2 separate regions of the Danio rerio genome follow, and region 2 is linked to region 1. Evidence: chromatin contacts called from public Hi-C data. All regions are on one chromosome and are shown on one strand. Each heading gives the region's core, a stretch centred on a gene start, on an enhancer-like site or on the middle of the called end of the contact. The rest is flanking DNA. Distances are from core to core; before and after follow the strand shown. Region 1 holds the start of si:ch211-253b8.2. Region 2 holds the start of si:zfos-1451h6.1 (a long non-coding RNA gene).

Region 1 (2,700 bases), core at 199-2,698:
ACAAAAGAGAGATTTTGATTGAAAACAAGTTACTTGATATTGGTCGCTCTTGGTCTGACTTGTTTGGTTGTTGGATTTGAGAAATGATCATCGTTAAAGCTCTGGAATATGTCTTTTATAATTTCGATGTCATTTTCTGGTCAAATTGTTTCTGTATCAAATAATATTCCACCTTACATGTTTACCTTAGTTTATACTGTAGTGAAATGTTCAAAATATTTGAGATGACAATCGGGGTGATTCTGTTATATGGAATTATAAAAGTTCTGGAAAAATAAACTAAAGTTCTGAAAAAGTCTTGAAAATTTGTTTACTAAATGTCTGTATACTTGAATATGTTTTGCTTGGTAATATTGGCAGGGTTCGACTTGCCACGGAACGTTTAATTTCTGGAATATCATGGAATTTTAGATGGTCTATTGAAGTAAGACATGGAATTTTGAAATTATTTTAAGTCATGGAATGTTAGGGATTTTTACCAACGTACACTACCTGACAAAAGTCACTTATTCAAGTTTTAGGAACAACAAATAATAACTTGACTTCCAGATTATAATAAAAATACTTTTATGATACAAAAATGGTTTCTCCTGTGTTTCTCATCTAAATTTCGCCGAAATTTTCCAATAATTGGGAGGAAGAAGTCTGCTGACACTGTGCTGAAAACTTCGGAAGCATGCCATGGTTAACCCTGCTCTGAAAAAAGTGTTGCATGCAGAACTGTTGCAAACAATTTATTTGTGTTGAATATAAACAAACAAATTAAGTTTATTAATGTTCAACTTAATTTGTTCGTTTAAATTCAACACTAATAAATTGTTTACAACCACCTTACGTAAAAAAAATTGAGTAAATCCAAGGAGTCATCTCTGAATATTTTTTTTCAGTGTGAGCAAATACCTTAAAACTCTGTTACATTGATTCATTCATTCATTTGCTTGTTGGCTTAGTCCCTTTATTAATCTGGGGTCGCCACAGTGGAATGAACCGCCAATTTATCCAGCACATTTTTACGCAGCGGATGCCCTTCCCATCTCTGGGAAACATCCACACACACACTTATACACTACGGACAATTTTGTGTTACATTTAACCCCGCGTAACTTTGTGCCCTGCACTCCCTTATGTTTTTACATTTTTGAGCTAGATGCTGATTTTCAAAAAGGTGGAGTGTTCATTTTAGTAGAGTAGATCAGATTATTTTAAGACCAAAGAGCAGACATACAATACTCAATTCTGTTGTTTATTTGAAAGGAAACAGGGTTGTGTGAAATACGTCAACAGCTGAGCTTGCTGTTATAGAAAGCAAATTTCAGAACATATATATGTGGCACACTTTAAACAAAGGAAGAGTCTGGTAAAAAAAACAAAATTAGTTTTAAACTTCATAAAGTGTAGAGGACTCGGAAATGGGAAGTAAACAGACTGAAATCGTTTCCCACTCCAGTACATGAGATGGCGGTATGCAGCTAAAAATTTGGCGCAACCCGCTAATAAACACAAGGAAGAAGAAAAGGTGAGGAAGAAGAAAGGACGCTGTGAGGATACGGAAGAAGAACGAGTTTGTTACAAAAGCAACCAAAATGGGACTTGTGTCTATTCATTCTTTCTTATTGAAGCGCATGACTGCAGTAGCCGAAGAGATATTCGACGCTGTCAAAGGCAGCATAACTGAATACGAGCAGGAGATCGAGCGTCTGAAGCAGGAGAACTGCTGTCTCAGGAACACGCTGAGTCAAAGCAGAGTCTGCAGCCGTGCAGAAGCACACCATGGTTAGTCTTGTGATTTGCTTAATATTCCCTTTATTTCTTACTTATAAAATTTTCAATAAAAGTCGCATACTTATTAAGCGTTAGCTGTCGAACTACTGTAATTATTTTACGTATTTTTTTTTTTACCACGTAACCATTGTAGTAAAGTTATCTGTCAGTCTGTTTACATGGTATCAGCTGTTGGTACTTAAAATATATCAGATTAAATTACTGAACCTCGATATTATTTAAAGTGCTATATTAATAGTTGTTAAAATATTTAAAATAAGATTTATAACACTATAATTTAACTCGTATAGAATGCAAGAGCTGTCACATTTTCTGTTTATGTTATATGAATTAATTTCAGATCTTTTAATTAAACCTTTAAATGTTTTTGATTGTCAATTAGTTTATTTTAAGGATGAACCGATATGGTTTTTTGGGCCGACATCGATAACCGATAACTCTTAAGATTTGGAGGCTGATAACCAATATATTATAGATATAAATATTTACAACACAACTGATTTTATTTTAAAAACTTAATCAATCCTGATTTGTTGGTAAATGGGTTGCTGATCCATTCCTTGGCAGTTTGCGGATTCTTTTCTGGATCTTTCCCCTTGGCAAAGAATCTTTCTAAAAACATCTGTTTCTTACACATTTTGCTGCTTGTGGGTAAAATTTTGACGCTCAAGTGACCGAAATGTAAGCGAGAGAATACCGTAATTTTTCAAAATAATAGATTTCAGACTTTCAGATTTCAAAGATCGTTCAGACTCAGATAATAAATAAAACAGAAAAAGTTAATGTTTTCTTGTGCGACCTAGTACCAATTTATTCCACGGACCGGTAACGGTCTGCGGCCTGGTTTTTGAGGACCACTGCTCTTAAATATCATAGGAACAAAACCTTTGTGGTGTGTTTTAGACTTTATCAAAGAGA
Region 2 (2,700 bases), core at 22-2,521, 160 kb before region 1:
AAATGTATCCACACCTGCTTCAGAGTATGATGGGGTTATTGAATCCTTCTAAATTCAGGACCATCCATTTGATTGAAGCATGATCTCTGAGGAGAGGAATTGTAACAAGTTAATTGAAACTGAAATTTATACAACCACAGTTTTAGTGCAGCCATCTGGTTGCTCAGATAATTTGGCTTATTTTTCGTGTTACAAGTCAACAGAGTCGATCTGCTGGGGAAAAAAGGTTAGTCATCACGTGCACCAGATAAAATGGCACAAAAGGTCTAAAGAACAGATCCATCTTTACCTGCTTTACAGTATGATGGGGTTCTCAAATCCTTTCAAATGCAGGAATATCCATTTGGTTGGGGAGGGATCTGTGAAGGGAATGGTAAACAATGGTTAGTTGCATTGAAATACTTAAAACCATAGCTCTATTGTAGCGGTCTGGTTGTTCAGATAATTTGGCTTATTTTCGTTTCAAAGGTCAACAGAGTCGATCTGCTGGGGAAAAAAAGGTTAGTCATCACGTGCACCAGATAAAAATGGCACAAAAGGTCTTAAAAAATAGAGCCATCTTTACCTGCTTCAGAGTATGATGGGGTTATTATTACACCATTTTAAACGTGGGGGTCATCTGTTTGGTTGGAGTATGACCTGTGAAGGAAATGTTAACAAATGGTCAATTGCACTGAAATATTTAAAACAATGGCTTTATAATAGCCATTAGGTTGCTCAGATAATTTGGCTTATTTTCGTTTTATAAGTCAACAGAGTCGATCTGCTGGGGAAAAAAGATTAAGTCATCATTGCTACCAGAAGTTAAGCAGAATACGGTGTTAATGATACACTCACCGAGATCTGAGAATGTGCAAGGGCAAAACTCCATGATTTCGAAGTCAACATCCTACATAAAAAGAAAGAAAAAGCTAATTAATACTAATAATAATGGCGTTTAAAAATATTGCCTATAGTGCAGCATTTGTGTAGCAGACCAACGTTTATGTAACGATTACGGTTTAGCCAGATTCATCAAGTAAATGCAACACTTTAACAAAAGTATATATTGTTGCACATTTCCCGCGTGCGCCGAACTTAGCCACGTGTCCAGCGCATATAGTTACATCAAAATTCTGATTTGTTGTTTCATACTTCCGATTTGACCGTAAACACTTCTACAATGCAATTATTCAACGCGTACTTACAATTAAATGTTATGAATAATTACAATATACACACAGCTTACCTCAAAAGCGAGTAGGAAGTGGGAAGGAAGAATGAGCGAACTTAGGTTATATAGTCCCTACGCATGCGCAGTTATTCAAGCCATTACGTCAGCGAGAGCGTTGTTCCAGCATTATAAACTTCAATCATCCACTCTTTTTCTAAAGGATGAATCACAGATTCCTCATGCTATTAAATATATTAAAATGTTTTCAAAAGCTTCAGGCTTGACTCTAAATTTAGATAAATGTGAGCTGCTTGCTATAAAGTCCTGCTCGGCCTCTATTCTTTATAATATCCCTGTCAAATCTCAAGTATGCTACTTAGGTTTAACTATTTGCAAAGATGATAATATTAGAGGTAAATTAAATTTTGACCCAGTAATTGCCAAAACAAAAAAAAAATTTAATTCTTGGCTTCAAAGGGACTTGTCTTTAAGAGGGAGGGCACTCCTTGCCAAAGCTGAGGGTATTTCAAGAGTAACATATCCTGCTCTCTCAGTTTGTGAACAAGTTTTTCTGTGCTGAGGTTGATAGAATGCTTTTTGACTTTCTTTGGAAAAACAAAAGACACTATATCAAAAAATCTGTTATTATAAACAGTTATGATTAAAAAAATGAAAAATAAAATAAAAAATAAACTTCAATCATTAAAAGAAAAAAAAAAACTTCATTCATTCCTTTTCTTTTCTTTTTGCTTAGTCCCTTTAGTAATCTGGAGTCGCCACAGAATGAACCGCCAACTTATTCAGCATATGTTTTACGCAGCGGATGCCCTTCCAGCTGCAACCCATTTCTGGGAAAGCATTATAAACTTAGAAAAGATCAATTTAATTTATTTTCTTTGTCAATTCCATTCCAATTGCAAATTTACTAATACCAAACCATATTTTCCTGTTTTTTTTGTTGCAAGAATTTAGTCATTATTTACATTTAATTTAATTATCTAAAAATAAGAAAGCAAACAGAAGACTTTTATTTTGTAATGACTTTAACTTATGTACTGTAACTGATTCTTAAATATCTTACCCTCAAGTTTATTTCATGTTCTTTATTTTCTTTCTTTCTTTCTTTCTTTCTTTCTTTCTTTCTTTCTTTCTTTCTTTCTTTCTTTCTCTTGTATCTTTTTTCATTGACAATGAAATATTCTGTATTGTAAACAAATATTGCAACAAACTTGTCAACTGTTTTTTTTTTTTTTTGCAATAAATAAATAAATAAATAAATAAATAAAATAAAACAAAATAAAATAAAATAAAATAAAAATTTCATTTTGTAAGTAACAACCCGATTCCCTAGTTCACTTATTTTGGCAATGCAGTTATTCTAGTTTGCTTTAAAGATTTTTCTCTTTTTGTGATTGAGAATGTTGATTAAGACTTTTCTTACCATGGGAAAATGTTTTGTTTGGTTTTGTTAATTATAAAACAGAAGTTTTACATAAAAAGAAAATATATTTTCTTCATTTTCTTATCTTATTAACACGATTGTATAT

What was found. A called contact is a pair of places that touch in the nucleus more often than the background predicts.
Region 2: a contact with region 1 is called in a Hi-C map of hematopoietic stem cells, with 2.4 times the contacts expected there. The contact joins the promoter of si:zfos-1451h6.1 here to the promoter of si:ch211-253b8.2 in region 1. A contact is called at or near these places in 2 of 18 Hi-C or Micro-C datasets (hematopoietic stem cells and an unstated tissue).

What each region holds. Positions count from the first base shown.
Region 1 is chr11:7,078,388-7,081,087 of GRCz12tu, reverse strand. si:ch211-253b8.2 reads left to right here and starts at 1,448. Exons shown (of 3, transcript NM_001201560.1): 1 at 1,448-1,773. The coding sequence starts at 1,584. zgc:173548 reads left to right here. Exons shown (of 2, transcript NM_001105705.2): 2 at 1-295.
Region 2 is chr11:7,242,024-7,244,723 of GRCz12tu, reverse strand. It overlaps si:zfos-1451h6.1 (a long non-coding RNA gene), which reads right to left and starts at 1,271. Exons shown (of 6, transcript XR_012386979.1): 1 at 1,229-1,271; 2 at 838-889; 3 at 566-639; 4 at 290-359; 5 at 15-86. It overlaps LOC137496759 (small nucleolar SNORD12/SNORD106), which reads right to left and starts at 802; the gene lies at 709-802. LOC137496756 (small nucleolar SNORD12/SNORD106) reads right to left here and starts at 522; the gene lies at 429-522. It overlaps LOC137496758 (small nucleolar SNORD12/SNORD106), which reads right to left and starts at 248; the gene lies at 155-248.